4 separate regions of the Mus musculus genome follow, and regions 1, 3 and 4 are each linked to region 2. Evidence: chromatin contacts called from public HiChIP or PLAC-seq and promoter capture Hi-C data. All regions are on one chromosome and are shown on one strand. Each heading gives the region's core, a stretch centred on a gene start, on an enhancer-like site or on the middle of the called end of the contact. The rest is flanking DNA. Distances are from core to core; before and after follow the strand shown. Region 1 overlaps Necab1 (N-terminal EF-hand calcium binding protein 1). Region 2 holds the start of Tmem64 (transmembrane protein 64). Region 3 holds the start of Lrrc69 (leucine rich repeat containing 69). Region 4 overlaps Pip4p2 (phosphatidylinositol-4,5-bisphosphate 4-phosphatase 2).

What was found. Promoter capture Hi-C pulls out the DNA fragments that hold promoters and counts their contacts. HiChIP or PLAC-seq counts read pairs in DNA pulled down with a chosen protein or histone mark.
Region 1: a promoter capture Hi-C map of liver shows a contact between it and region 2, with 2.3 times the contacts expected there. The contact joins the enhancer-like site here to the promoter of Tmem64 in region 2. A contact is called at or near these places in 5 of 39 promoter capture datasets (the 3T3-L1 cell line, embryonic stem cells, frontonasal cranial neural crest and 2 more), 2 of 115 datasets of contacts at active chromatin or transcription factors (embryonic stem cells and fetal liver) and 1 of 9 other capture datasets (embryonic stem cells).
Region 3: a promoter capture Hi-C map of the HPC-7 cell line shows a contact between it and region 2. The contact joins the promoter of Lrrc69 here to the promoter of Tmem64 in region 2. A contact is called at or near these places in 6 of 39 promoter capture datasets (the 3T3-L1 cell line, the HPC-7 cell line, cranial neural crest and 3 more) and 1 of 115 datasets of contacts at active chromatin or transcription factors (stem cell-derived neural progenitor cells).
Region 4: an H3K4me3 HiChIP or PLAC-seq map of stem cell-derived neural progenitor cells shows a contact between it and region 2, with 15 read pairs. The contact joins the enhancer-like site here to the promoter of Tmem64 in region 2. A contact is called at or near these places in 1 of 39 promoter capture datasets (cranial neural crest), 1 of 484 Hi-C or Micro-C datasets (rod photoreceptor), 4 of 115 datasets of contacts at active chromatin or transcription factors (the SCID.adh cell line, embryonic stem cells, memory CD8 T cells and 1 more) and 1 of 9 other capture datasets (pancreatic islet).

Annotation. Positions count from the first base shown.
Region 1 is chr4:14,991,842-14,994,541 of GRCm38.p6, forward strand. The region is part of intron 6 of Necab1 (N-terminal EF-hand calcium binding protein 1); the gene reads right to left. Among named protein-coding and RNA genes, the nearest start is that of Gm11844, 29 kb to the right of the region's middle. Within about 2 kb of position 1,295, at least 2 of the 459 cell types and tissues checked have an H3K27ac peak or open chromatin away from gene starts, as enhancers often do. A contact at or near this core is called in liver, where this site is marked.
Region 2 is chr4:15,264,435-15,267,134 of GRCm38.p6, forward strand. Tmem64 (transmembrane protein 64) reads left to right here and starts at 1,386. Exons shown (of 3, transcript NM_181401.3): 1 at 1,386-2,315. The coding sequence starts at 1,518. Gm51436 (a long non-coding RNA gene) reads left to right here and starts at 2,323. Exons shown (of 2, transcript XR_003955370.1): 1 at 2,323-2,700.
Region 3 is chr4:14,794,604-14,797,303 of GRCm38.p6, forward strand. Lrrc69 (leucine rich repeat containing 69) reads right to left here and starts at 1,449. Exons shown (of 8, transcript NM_028499.2): 1 at 1,260-1,449. The coding sequence starts at 1,442.
Region 4 is chr4:14,880,654-14,883,353 of GRCm38.p6, forward strand. The region is part of intron 1 of Pip4p2 (phosphatidylinositol-4,5-bisphosphate 4-phosphatase 2); the gene reads left to right. Among named protein-coding and RNA genes, the nearest start is that of Pip4p2, 18 kb to the left of the region's middle. Within about 2 kb of position 1,443, at least 128 of the 459 cell types and tissues checked have an H3K27ac peak or open chromatin away from gene starts, as enhancers often do. A contact at or near this core is called in the SCID.adh cell line, memory CD8 T cells and stem cell-derived neural progenitor cells, where this site is marked.

The DNA.
Region 1 (2,700 bases), core at 45-2,544, 270 kb before region 2:
CTCAGGGCTAACATGTCATCTCTCCCTGCCTTCATGTTTACAGGAACCCACTCATGAATGCCTGCCCAGGGGCTCAGCTTCTGTTTATAAATCACGCTAGGCACAATCCCACCTCCTAGCTCACATGTCATCAGCTCACTCCTTTGCTCACAAACCCCTTTGCTTTAGCCCCAGCATGAGACTCCATTGACTTCTACCCATGAGATCAGTGAACTCACCTGAGAGCTACCACTCAATAAACCTGTCTTCATACTCTTGATTTGGCTAGAATTGGTGTAGTATATTGGCAGAGAAACCTATTAGCTACAAGAAACATACAGAACACCAAATAGACTGGACCAAAAACGAAAGTCCCCTTACCACATAATAATCAAACAACTAAATGTGATAAACAAAGAAAAATATTAAAATCTGATAGGGACAAAGAACAAACAGCATTATAAAGCAATTACAATAACATTTGACTTCCCAATGGAAATTCTAAAAGCCAAAAGGCCACAGGTAAGATGTTCTACAAATTGTGCAAGACTGCAGATGCCAGCTGAGACTACCGTACCCAGCAAAACTCTAATCACCATAGATGGAGAAAAGAAAGGCATTCTATGAAAAAAAAGAAAAGAAAAGAAAAGAAACCCAAATTAAGCAGTATCTACTACTCCAGCCCTACAGAAAGTGCTAGAAGGAAAATTCCAACCTAAAGAGGTTAATTATAAGAAAACACAAGGAATAAATAATCCTTGAACAGCAAATCAAAAGAAGGGCAACACACACCACAACAACAATATAAATGGAATAAACAAACACTGTTCATTAATATCTCTCAACATTAGTGGTCTCAATTTTCTAATAAAAAATACAGACTAACAGAATGGATGTGAAAACAGGATCCATCCTTCTGCTGCAACCAAGATATATATCTTAAAATCAAATATAGACATCATCTCCTGTAAAAAAATGGGAAAAGATATTCCAAGCAAATGGACCTGTGAAGCAAGCTATTATAAACTCTTGTAGCCATTTTAGTATCCGACAAAATAGACTTCAATCAAAATTAATCAGAAGAGATAGAGAAGGAAACTCCATACTCACCAAAGGAAAAATCCTCCAAGAGGACATTACAATTATTAACATCTATTCCCCAAACAGGATAGCCCTGATGTTGCTTATATTTTGATGCTAATTCTGCTTTCCCAGGAGGGGTTGAATTCATGAGTCATGAATTACTTACACAGGTGACTTCTTGTGAACCTTCCTCCCAGCTTAATTTGTAAAATAAAAGTTAGAGACAGTGATTGGGCAGTAGAAGGGAAGGTGGAGCTGAAAAGTTTGGGGGAGAAAAAGGGAAGGGAAGAGGACAGAGGAGCAGGAGGAGGTGGAAGGAAAGCAGAGCAGAAGTACATGGCCTGGAGAAACCACAAGTGATAAGGGATCTCAAAGATGGGGAATATAGTAGTGTAGTGGTAGATCTGCCCAATCTAGGCATGCAGCTTGTATTCATATTAATTGAGTTGTGTTTTCTTTACCAGGGCTTATCTGGGTTGGAGATTTACTGAAAAAAAATTGGTGCCCAGCATATTGATTAGAGCTCAACTAACCTGAGATAAAAGTTCACTGTCCTCCAACCCCCCCATATATGGCTCAGGCAGCAATCTAGGATGTAGCAGTGTGGATTGAAAGGAATTAGACATCTTATCATTTACCAGTATTGCAATATTTATTCTCTTGATTTACTATGTCTTCTCAAAAGACAGGGCCCTAGATAAAAAATTCCTTGCCTTAGAAAAGAGATTACAAGTAACACTAAAACTAAAGGTTCAGGATTTTATAGGTCACAATAAGTAGCAGAAAGAGGAGAATGAAGGTTAGAGACAGGAGCTGGAAGAGACACTAGGAAAACTAATTTGACAATTCACAGGTCAGAACAGCATGGAGATAGAGATAAAATTTGGAAGCAAAGTCTAGAGGATAATTTACTAAAGCTAGCAAATCAAACTAAGGCAGATGCTGCAATATTAGAATTACAACACAAAGAGAAGCTTAGATCATGGAAGCAGGGCTTAGAACAGAAGATACAGGAAATTATAGAGCAGCATGAACAACAGAAAGAGAAATTTAAGACTTGGCAATGTGGCCTAGAGGAAACACTAAAATTGAAGACAGAGGAAATTATAGATCAGAATAAGAGACAGAAAGTTGAAAATGAAGGTGGGAGACAGGAGCTGGAAAAGATGCTAGAACAAAGGATGCAGCAGCTCACAGAGCAGACTGAGCAGGAGAGAGAAAATAATGAGGATTGGAAGCAAGACTTGAAGAATAACCTTTTAAAATTAATCAAAATAAAATGAAGAGCAGACTATCAGAATTGCAATATAAAGAAAAAAAATCAAAATATGGAGGCAGAACCTTGAAAAAAGAATATAGGAACTGAAGGAACAGGATAATAATAAGAGATATGAAGTGTGGACACAGACCTTAAGGGAAGAATTTAAAATTTCAATTAAAGAGAATACTCAGGTAGAGACAAAAGATAACATTAGAAAAAGCTAACCAAAGTTAGAAAACAAACTTTAGTCTATCTGGTTAATATACAACAAAGACCTCTACAGTGTTATGAGGAATTTGAATTGCAAATTAAATTAGAACTGAGAAAATTTAAGGAAAGTGTCACTAATTTTGGAATGCATTCACTATTTGTAAAAC
Region 2 (2,700 bases), core at 136-2,635:
CGGCAGTCTTTCGGATTCTCTTCACAAGGTCCAAGTAGCATATTGATGCCTCAAGGTTTAATTTCTCAGACTTATTCTCATTCACACCAGTCAGAAGTGATGATATCACAGTGCCCTGATAATATAACTCTCACATGTCCGTGGTTTTTCTTCTCACTCATTTATATACTTCCATCAAGAAGTAACTGGGATTCTTACTCTTCACTCTGTGGAACACCAATAATTGACAATGGCAAAGAGAGAAAGGATTTTGGAAGGTTCCTAAAGCATCTAAAAGCTAGTCACAAGTCACTTGGCAGAATATATCGTGGAGACTGACCCAAACACGAGGCCTGGACATAGAAGTCAGCCTACTATGACCGAGTAGAGAATACAGGGAATATTTAGTACACCTACTACTATTCAGTCATCCATAACCATGGTCTTAACGGTTGCCTGTGTATCAATGTCAAAATTTCTAGGAGTGATAATTCATGTCAACGCCATATTCCTATTTTCAAACATCCACTGGAATGCCACTTTTGGGTGGATATCATGGACATCTCAACTCTGATGCATCAACTTCATTTGTACATAGTTGTAATATTTTCCTTAAGTCAATGGCTTTCTTCTATCTACTATCTCAGATAAGAACTCTAGCTAACATCTTTGATTCCTTACCTTGCTCTCCTAGCACTGGGTCAGTCATAAGTCTATACATAGCTCGTGAAAGGGCTGGTAACAGCAACCCTTTTTATAAAGGTCTTTTGAGGAATCTTTTCCACTCTACGCAGCACAGTGCTTGGCATTCAGGAAAGGACTAGGGTCTAGAAGGCACATTCTCTGAAGAGTGGCTCTTCACAACCAATTCCCTGGGCTCCTAAACAACCGAGTTATCTAGAAGCCACTGGGAGACTTTGCTCTCTGGGATGGTACAATTATCCTCCTACGAACAGATAAGAACTCCTCCCCTAAAGTCGCCAGACAGCTTTTGGGGGAGAGCGACACCCCACTGCTGGTTTGCAGGAAAGGTCAATCAGAAGCCAAAGAGAGGCACTTGGCAAGAGTCCCAGCAGCTGCGGCCAAGGGTCTTTGACACGCAGGCACGCGCGCGCCCGTGGAAGCTGAGAGCGCGCAGCCCCGGGTCCCCTTTCCGCTTCCCGTGGCCTCCCTCCGCCTCACTCTTCTGCCCCGGGCAGCCGAGGCCTCCGTTGCCTGAGAGACGCGGGTACCTCGCCACTCATCCGCAGCACCAGCCGGGCGTCACGGGGGCGTGACCGACCACCCAGCTATGTCTCCGCCCCCTCTGCGCGTGCCCCGCCCCTCGGGCCCAAGGGGGCGGGCTCTGCGGGCGCGGGGTCCAGACTCGACCGACTCCCGGCGGGACCGCGTCTCGACCGCCGCTGCCGCCCTTCTCCGGCCGTTCCCTCCCCGCGAGAGGACGCAGGGAGCCGAGGCCTGGCGTGCGGGGTGCCATGGAAGGCCGCAGGCGGGGGGACGCGGCGGGAGTGGAGACACTGGCCGGCTGAGGCCGAGGCATGCGGAACCCCGGTGGGAGCCTGCCCCACACGCTGCCCCGGGCCTTGCAGCACGCCGGTCGGACGGGAGTCGTGGAGCAGCCGGGCCGCTGGGCACCGGAGCGGACAGCGGGAGGGGACCGCTCGGAGGACCGCCTTCCCCGCGGGGGCGGGGCCAGCGCGGCGGCGGCTGCTGCTGCGGCGGCGGCCTCGGGCGCCCTGCTCGGCGCCTATCTGGAGCGCCACGGTCTGCCCGCGGCCTCGGACTTGCCGGCGCCGGCCGGGGCGTTGGCAGGCGGCCCCGGGAGCGGCGGCGGCGTGGTGGTCGGGGTGGCCGAGGTGAGAAACTGGCGCTGCTGCTGCCTCGGCAGCACCTGTTGGTGCCGGAGCCTCGTGCTGGTGTGCGTGCTGGCCGCCCTGTGCTTCGCTTCCCTGGCCCTGGTCCGCCGCTACCTGCAGCACCTCCTGCTCTGGGTGGAGAGCCTCGACTCGCTGCTCGGTGTCCTGCTCTTCGTCGTGGGCTTCATCGTGGTCTCCTTCCCCTGCGGTTGGGGCTACATCGTGCTTAATGTGGCGGCCGGCTACCTGTACGGCTTCGTGCTAGGCATGGGGCTCATGGTGGTGGGCGTCCTCATTGGCACCTTTATCGCTCATGTGGTCTGCAAGCGGCTACTCACCGCCTGGGTGGCTGCCAGGATCCAGAACAGCGACAAGCTGAGCGCCGTTATCCGCGTCGTGGAGGGAGGAAGCGGCCTGAAGGTGGTGGCGCTGGCCCGGCTGACTCCCATACCTTTTGGGCTTCAGAATGCAGTGTTTTCGGTAAGTGGGGTCCCCCTGGCCCCTCCTTCTCGTGCTCTCTCCAAATTTGTCTTTTAGAGGCCTTGTGACCACCCTAGGAGGCGCTCTGTATGACAGAAGAGTCATTGACATTTTTATGGCACCCTGAAAAAAATTACACTACAAATTCATATAACACAGCCCCTTGGAAGACCTGATAAAGAACTATCCCCCCCCCCCCCCCCCGTGCGTGTGTTTGTGTATGAGTTTGATAAAAAAAAAGTACTTTGGTAGCTCTTGAGCCATAAAGCTTTGTGACTTGACTTCCCCAGCTTTCTCTCTGCCCTGCATAAATGCAGCAGGGTTCAGATTCAGGTTTCTGGTTATATTGGAGCATGGATCGCTTTTGTTTTTAACAGTGGAGGAG
Region 3 (2,700 bases), core at 199-2,698, 470 kb before region 2:
GGTAATGAAGCCACCAAGGCAAGGCCAGAGTGGACTGCACATATTGGTGCCAGCAGCGCACACAGTGGGGAGCAGTGGGAGGCTGTGGCTACTGAAAGCTCTAAGTGTGCCATCATGCTGAGTTGAAAAGATAACTGTGCAGAAACTAAGCTTACTATATAGGAATTTGAAAGATAGTAACTGAAATGGACACGCCAAAGAGTAAGTTGAGAGTAACTAAACATGGAAGTGAGGATGGGAACTGAAAGTGTCATAAAAGATAATTCTAGTATAAGCCTTTAAGCAATGAGTTTTCTTATAACAACATGCAAACAGAAACAAATTCAAAGAGGAAAGCAAAGCACTTCATGGTTTTCAGTGAGAGCTCAGAAAATCATCTGTCCTTTAGAGAAGTGTGAGTTCCCATCTTATAGCTGTAACTACACCATTTCAAGTTACTACTAACTACTATTGAATATTATGATTTCATAAAGGTTAAAAGAGGCCGTGTGAAAATGACAGATTTATTCTTTAACTTTTAGTAAGTTGCAGTGACTGAGTTGTCTAAAGGCTCTTTCGGTACGGACTGTGAAGAAATCAACACAAGTAAAACTGTTGCCTTGCGCCCACTTAACCTCAAGATTTTTAGCAGCTGCAGTCAGACATTACCAGGCAGAAACGTTTACCATAAGCATCTGGGACTCAGCCATGTCACCTGCTTCTCTTTAAGAAGGGGACTCTGTATTTTAAACATTAGCCATCTCCTAAAGGCTGTTTTAGGGGGAGAAATTCCTTTCATTTCCTATTCCTATCAACCCTCCTCTGCACTTGAAGTCCCAGCCAGTTCTAGGAAATGCCTCCTCAACACTCTAAATGTGTCTTAATTCCATATGTAAAGACTTCGGGACAGTCCCCCTAGGGAGGTGGGCACAATCTTGCCTGAATCCTCAAAGCCTACTTCCAGATGTGAGCCCCAAGGTAGAAAGACTACTACTAGACCCAGGCTTCCAACCTCTTTCCAGATGACAGCCTGAAGGAAGATGAGCAAAGATCTAATTCTCATTCCAGATGTGGGCCAAAGGGCACAGGAGTAACTTGCAACATCTTTCCTGCCATGTGTAATGCCCTAAGCTAGAACAGCTACTCATCCCTCTCCAACAGCACTCCATATTGTCTCCAGAGAGCTAATTCTCCAGATATTAAAGTGTCACTGCTCCATCATCACTTACGACTTTAATCTATTTTCTATCTTCAATCCCAAAAGCTCTGAGGTTCCTCACCTGGGTCAAGGTCCTTAGCTCTGGGCATACTTTGGAGATGGAATTATTTTGAAGGTCTAGAGTCTTCAGATTAGGTAGTTTTTCCAGTGTCGAGGGCATCTTGGTAATCCTCTTGCCATTCAAAGTCAGGATCTTAGTGTTCTTGCCACCCTTCAGTGCTGTTACCAATAATCTTTCAGCCATGATTTTTGAAGAGGTGACCATTATGGAGGAAGAGTTATTATATATCTTTAGAATATGTAATCGCAGAATTGTTCTGTCACACATGCAAAACCACTCCCCATTATGATGAAGCTAGGAGGTAGTAGGTGATTTCCTAAGTAGAGGGGGGAAATAGTCACTGCAGGTTGGACCAGAAGCATACAAGACAGGGCATGCTGAAACAGGTTTATCCATGCCAGACACATGGACAATATCAAATACTGAGATCATATCAGGCAACTGGGCCAGCTTTGGGACTCTTCCTCCAGTTTGAAATGAGGAAGGCTAAACATCTGGGGGGGGGGGGGAAGTAATACTGAAGCCTTGGGGTTCATAACAGCATCTTATAAAAGGAGGGACTAACTCATTAATCATACTTGGAGTGGGTGGGACATCATCAGCTCAGTCTAAAAACTAATAAAGGGAGAAATGAATCAAGCATCTATTACACTATTGTAATATAAACTGCATGCCACTATATTCAAATAGTTCATAGTTTTTATTCATACAGAAATTGGAGCTAATAAATGAATTTTAACAAGCCTTAGAAAACTCATCATTTCTCCAAGTTCTAATGAAATACAGGAACTCTGTTGGTAGGATTAAGGTTAGTAGCCCACTAATCCGTTTTAGCCACTTACAACAGAAAGCATCACGTGCAATGAAAGTAACTGATGGTGCGCAGCAGAGTGCAGAGGAAACCTCATGCAGAAAACCAACCCTACATCTAACAGTAGCTTTAGGCTAACCAACACATACAGAAATGGGAGGCCCAGAGAGCTGAAGTTACCCTCAGTCAAATCTGTAACATGGAAAGCTTTACAGCAGCGGCTCTCAACTCTCCTATGCGGCTGTAATACACTCCTCATGCTGTGGTGACCCCATCCATACAACTATTTTCATTTCTACTTCATAACTATAATTATTCTACGGTTATGAATCGTAATGTAAATATTTTTAGAGACAGGATTTCCAAGGGGGTAGTGATTGATACACAGGTTGAGACGCAGTGCTCTATAGGGAGAAGTGAAATGAGGTCTCAGCAACTGCATGATGAAAAATAAAAACTGTTCTGAAAATGAGCATTAAATAATAGCAAAAGACAAAATACAACCTGTGCACCTGGACAGATTGTTCATTTCAATAAACACAGCAACCAGTCAGAGAAATGTATTGATGGGCTGGTTATGATAGTAATTAACAATAGGACTTGTTTTACATGTATTCAACATTTAGAAAT
Region 4 (2,700 bases), core at 193-2,692, 380 kb before region 2:
TATTACTCTTGTAATGATTACGTGAAGCAGCCGTAAATAGACATCACGCTTAACGCCAGGATTAGTCAAGTTCCTCGGGATGACTACACCCATGTCCTGCATCCATACGCTCCTCTCTCTCATTGGCAGGGAGCTCAGCATGATGCTTAAATAAATCCAGGCTCATCCAACCACTGCTCTGAGTTAGCCCTGCTTGTCCTGAAGTATCTCCTATCAGTGTCTATATTAGTCAATACCTTATCAGAATACAGAAACAACTCAATAGAAACTAATAGAATTGTTAGCCAGGTATAAACTTGCTAATTAGATAACTGAAAGGTAAACATCTTTGTCTCAAGTGTCCAGGAGGTAACAATGTAGCAATCACGGTTAGGTCCAGGGAGCACACTGCTGAAACTGTTAAAGCTGTGCAGTGCCAGGGGTCCCTGTACTCCTGAAATATGGTGATTGAAGACCACCAAGCCCCTGGCACAAAGACTGTTGCCTAAACGAGGCTGGCTGGCACTTGGCCTACACAGTGAAGTAGATAGTTGAAGACTGAAAACGGGATTCAGGGTTGCCATGGGAAAGTGCTTTAGCCATGGTGGCAGAGTATTCCAAGGGTGACATTTAGAAAACTAGCAGGTAGTTTGGAAGCTCATAGGAAGCAAACAGAAGAGACAAAAAAAAAAGCCTCTCTCTTCTGTCTTGGTAGGTTTTCTCCAGCATCTACTAACAGAGCACCTACAGCCAGCTTGTAGTGTCAGAGGGTGTCTACAGAGCTCCACAGGCACAATACTGAACATGTGTTTAGATTTCAGGGTGACCTGGTCACTAACACACACTGTCTTAATCTGATGTGTGCCAGATACCTCCTTCTAACAGTGGCGTGGTTCTGGGAGACCCATTTCTTTGATTCTGAGAAGGGGAGGAATTAAGAATGGTATTTCCTCTTCTCTGTACTGAGCTGGATGGAGAGCGTTGCCATTGAAAGCAGAGGTCCTGAAAGCAGAGCTCAGCTGGCTTTGTCTTTAAGCCACATTCTCCCAAAGACCGTGAAGAAAGTGGAAACGGGGTGAGGGGCAGAGAATAATGCTGGCCTTCTTCTCGGGGGCCCTCCTTCTGTAATAGGATCCTAGACCATCTCAGACTTTAATGTGATGTCATTTTTCTGTTATGTATCCATCTTTGTCAAGGGCTGGATACAGTGAGAGCAGGAGTGAAGAAAGTGAATTCAGTGGGCAGGCATTGCCATTGAAGAGGCTCGTAGAGGAGTGAGTGAGGCAGTAGAGGGCCGAGCAGCCCAGCGAGGCAGTGCCAACCGTTAGAATACAGACATGTGTCTCAAAAAGGAGCACAGATTAATGCACTAGGATGAATTAGCAAAACGGAGAGACTGTCTGGCGCAGACTAGATGGACGATGCTGATGCTTGTGATGGGAAACTGTAATCTGATCACTTGTGGGTTTGCAGGGTGGTGCCACTTCCTTTAAAGTGTTGCTTGAGCAGCTCTATGTCCTTTGATCCCTCCACTTTCGCTGTGTCTCTTTTAGGAGTCTGTTTTCCTTCATACTGTTCAGCCTCCCCTGACTCTTTCCTCTTCCTTATTCAGTATACCCCGATCTGATTTTTCCGAAGCCTTCACTATTAGGTTCTCGACTGTTTCCATCACCTCCCGTCTGTACATTTTTCCCTCACACCAACTCTTTGCCTTTTAGAAAGTGACTTCTGTTTTAGGAGGGGCAGAATCACAGAGCCCTTCAGCAGTCAGCATCTCTAGGTTGTTGGCTTTCTTTTTTACTCTTGTTATTATTTCTTTTATCTATGTATTCACTTCATATCCCAATCACTGCCCCCACTCCAGGCTACACCATCCCACAATCCCTTCCCCTTTTCCCTTTTCTCCTCTAAGAGAGTGGAAATACCCCCCCTTCCCATCCCCCTCCGCCTCTGGTACAGTTTCTACAAGGCTAGGGGCGTCTTTTCCTACTGAGGCCAGAGAAGGCAGCCCAGCTAGAAGATATCCCACAGACAGGCAAGAGCTTTTAGGATAGCCCCTGCTCCACTTTGGGAAACACATGAAGACTGAGCTGGACATCTGCTACACATTTGTAGGGGGCCTAGGTCCAGCCTGTGTATGTTCTTTGGTTGGGGGTTCAGGATCTGAGAACCCCAAGAGTCCAGGTTAGTTGACTCTGTTGGTTTTTTGTGGAGTTCCTGTCCTCTTTGGGACCTGCAATTCTTCCTCCTATTCTTACTTAAGAATCCCCATGCCCCACCCACTGTTCAGCTGTGGGTGTCTGTATCTGTCAGCTGCTGGGTGGAGCCTCTCGGAGGACAGCCTTGCTAGACCCCTGTCTGCCAGAGCAGGCAGCAGGTCAGTCTCATAGTCGGAAGGCTTTCTTTCCAGTGTCCTCACAGACTGATTTTACTTCTGATGTGTTGCACAGTCCTTTTAGGTTCGACAATGCTGTTTAGAATTAAGGACTGCAAATACATAGAAAAAAAGGATCTTTTATTTAATATAACTCCACAGAGAAGATGTTCATTGCTTAAGTATCTACCAAGAATCTTTAAAAAATGGAATTTCTTACTTAATAGTGAGCTGCAATTCTGAGATCACAGTAGCCTTACTTATTTATAAATTTCCCTGAGGTTCAGCTCTAGTGATTTTTGACTATTGTAGAAGTGAAAGGAGATGGAGTGAAGAAATTGAAATCT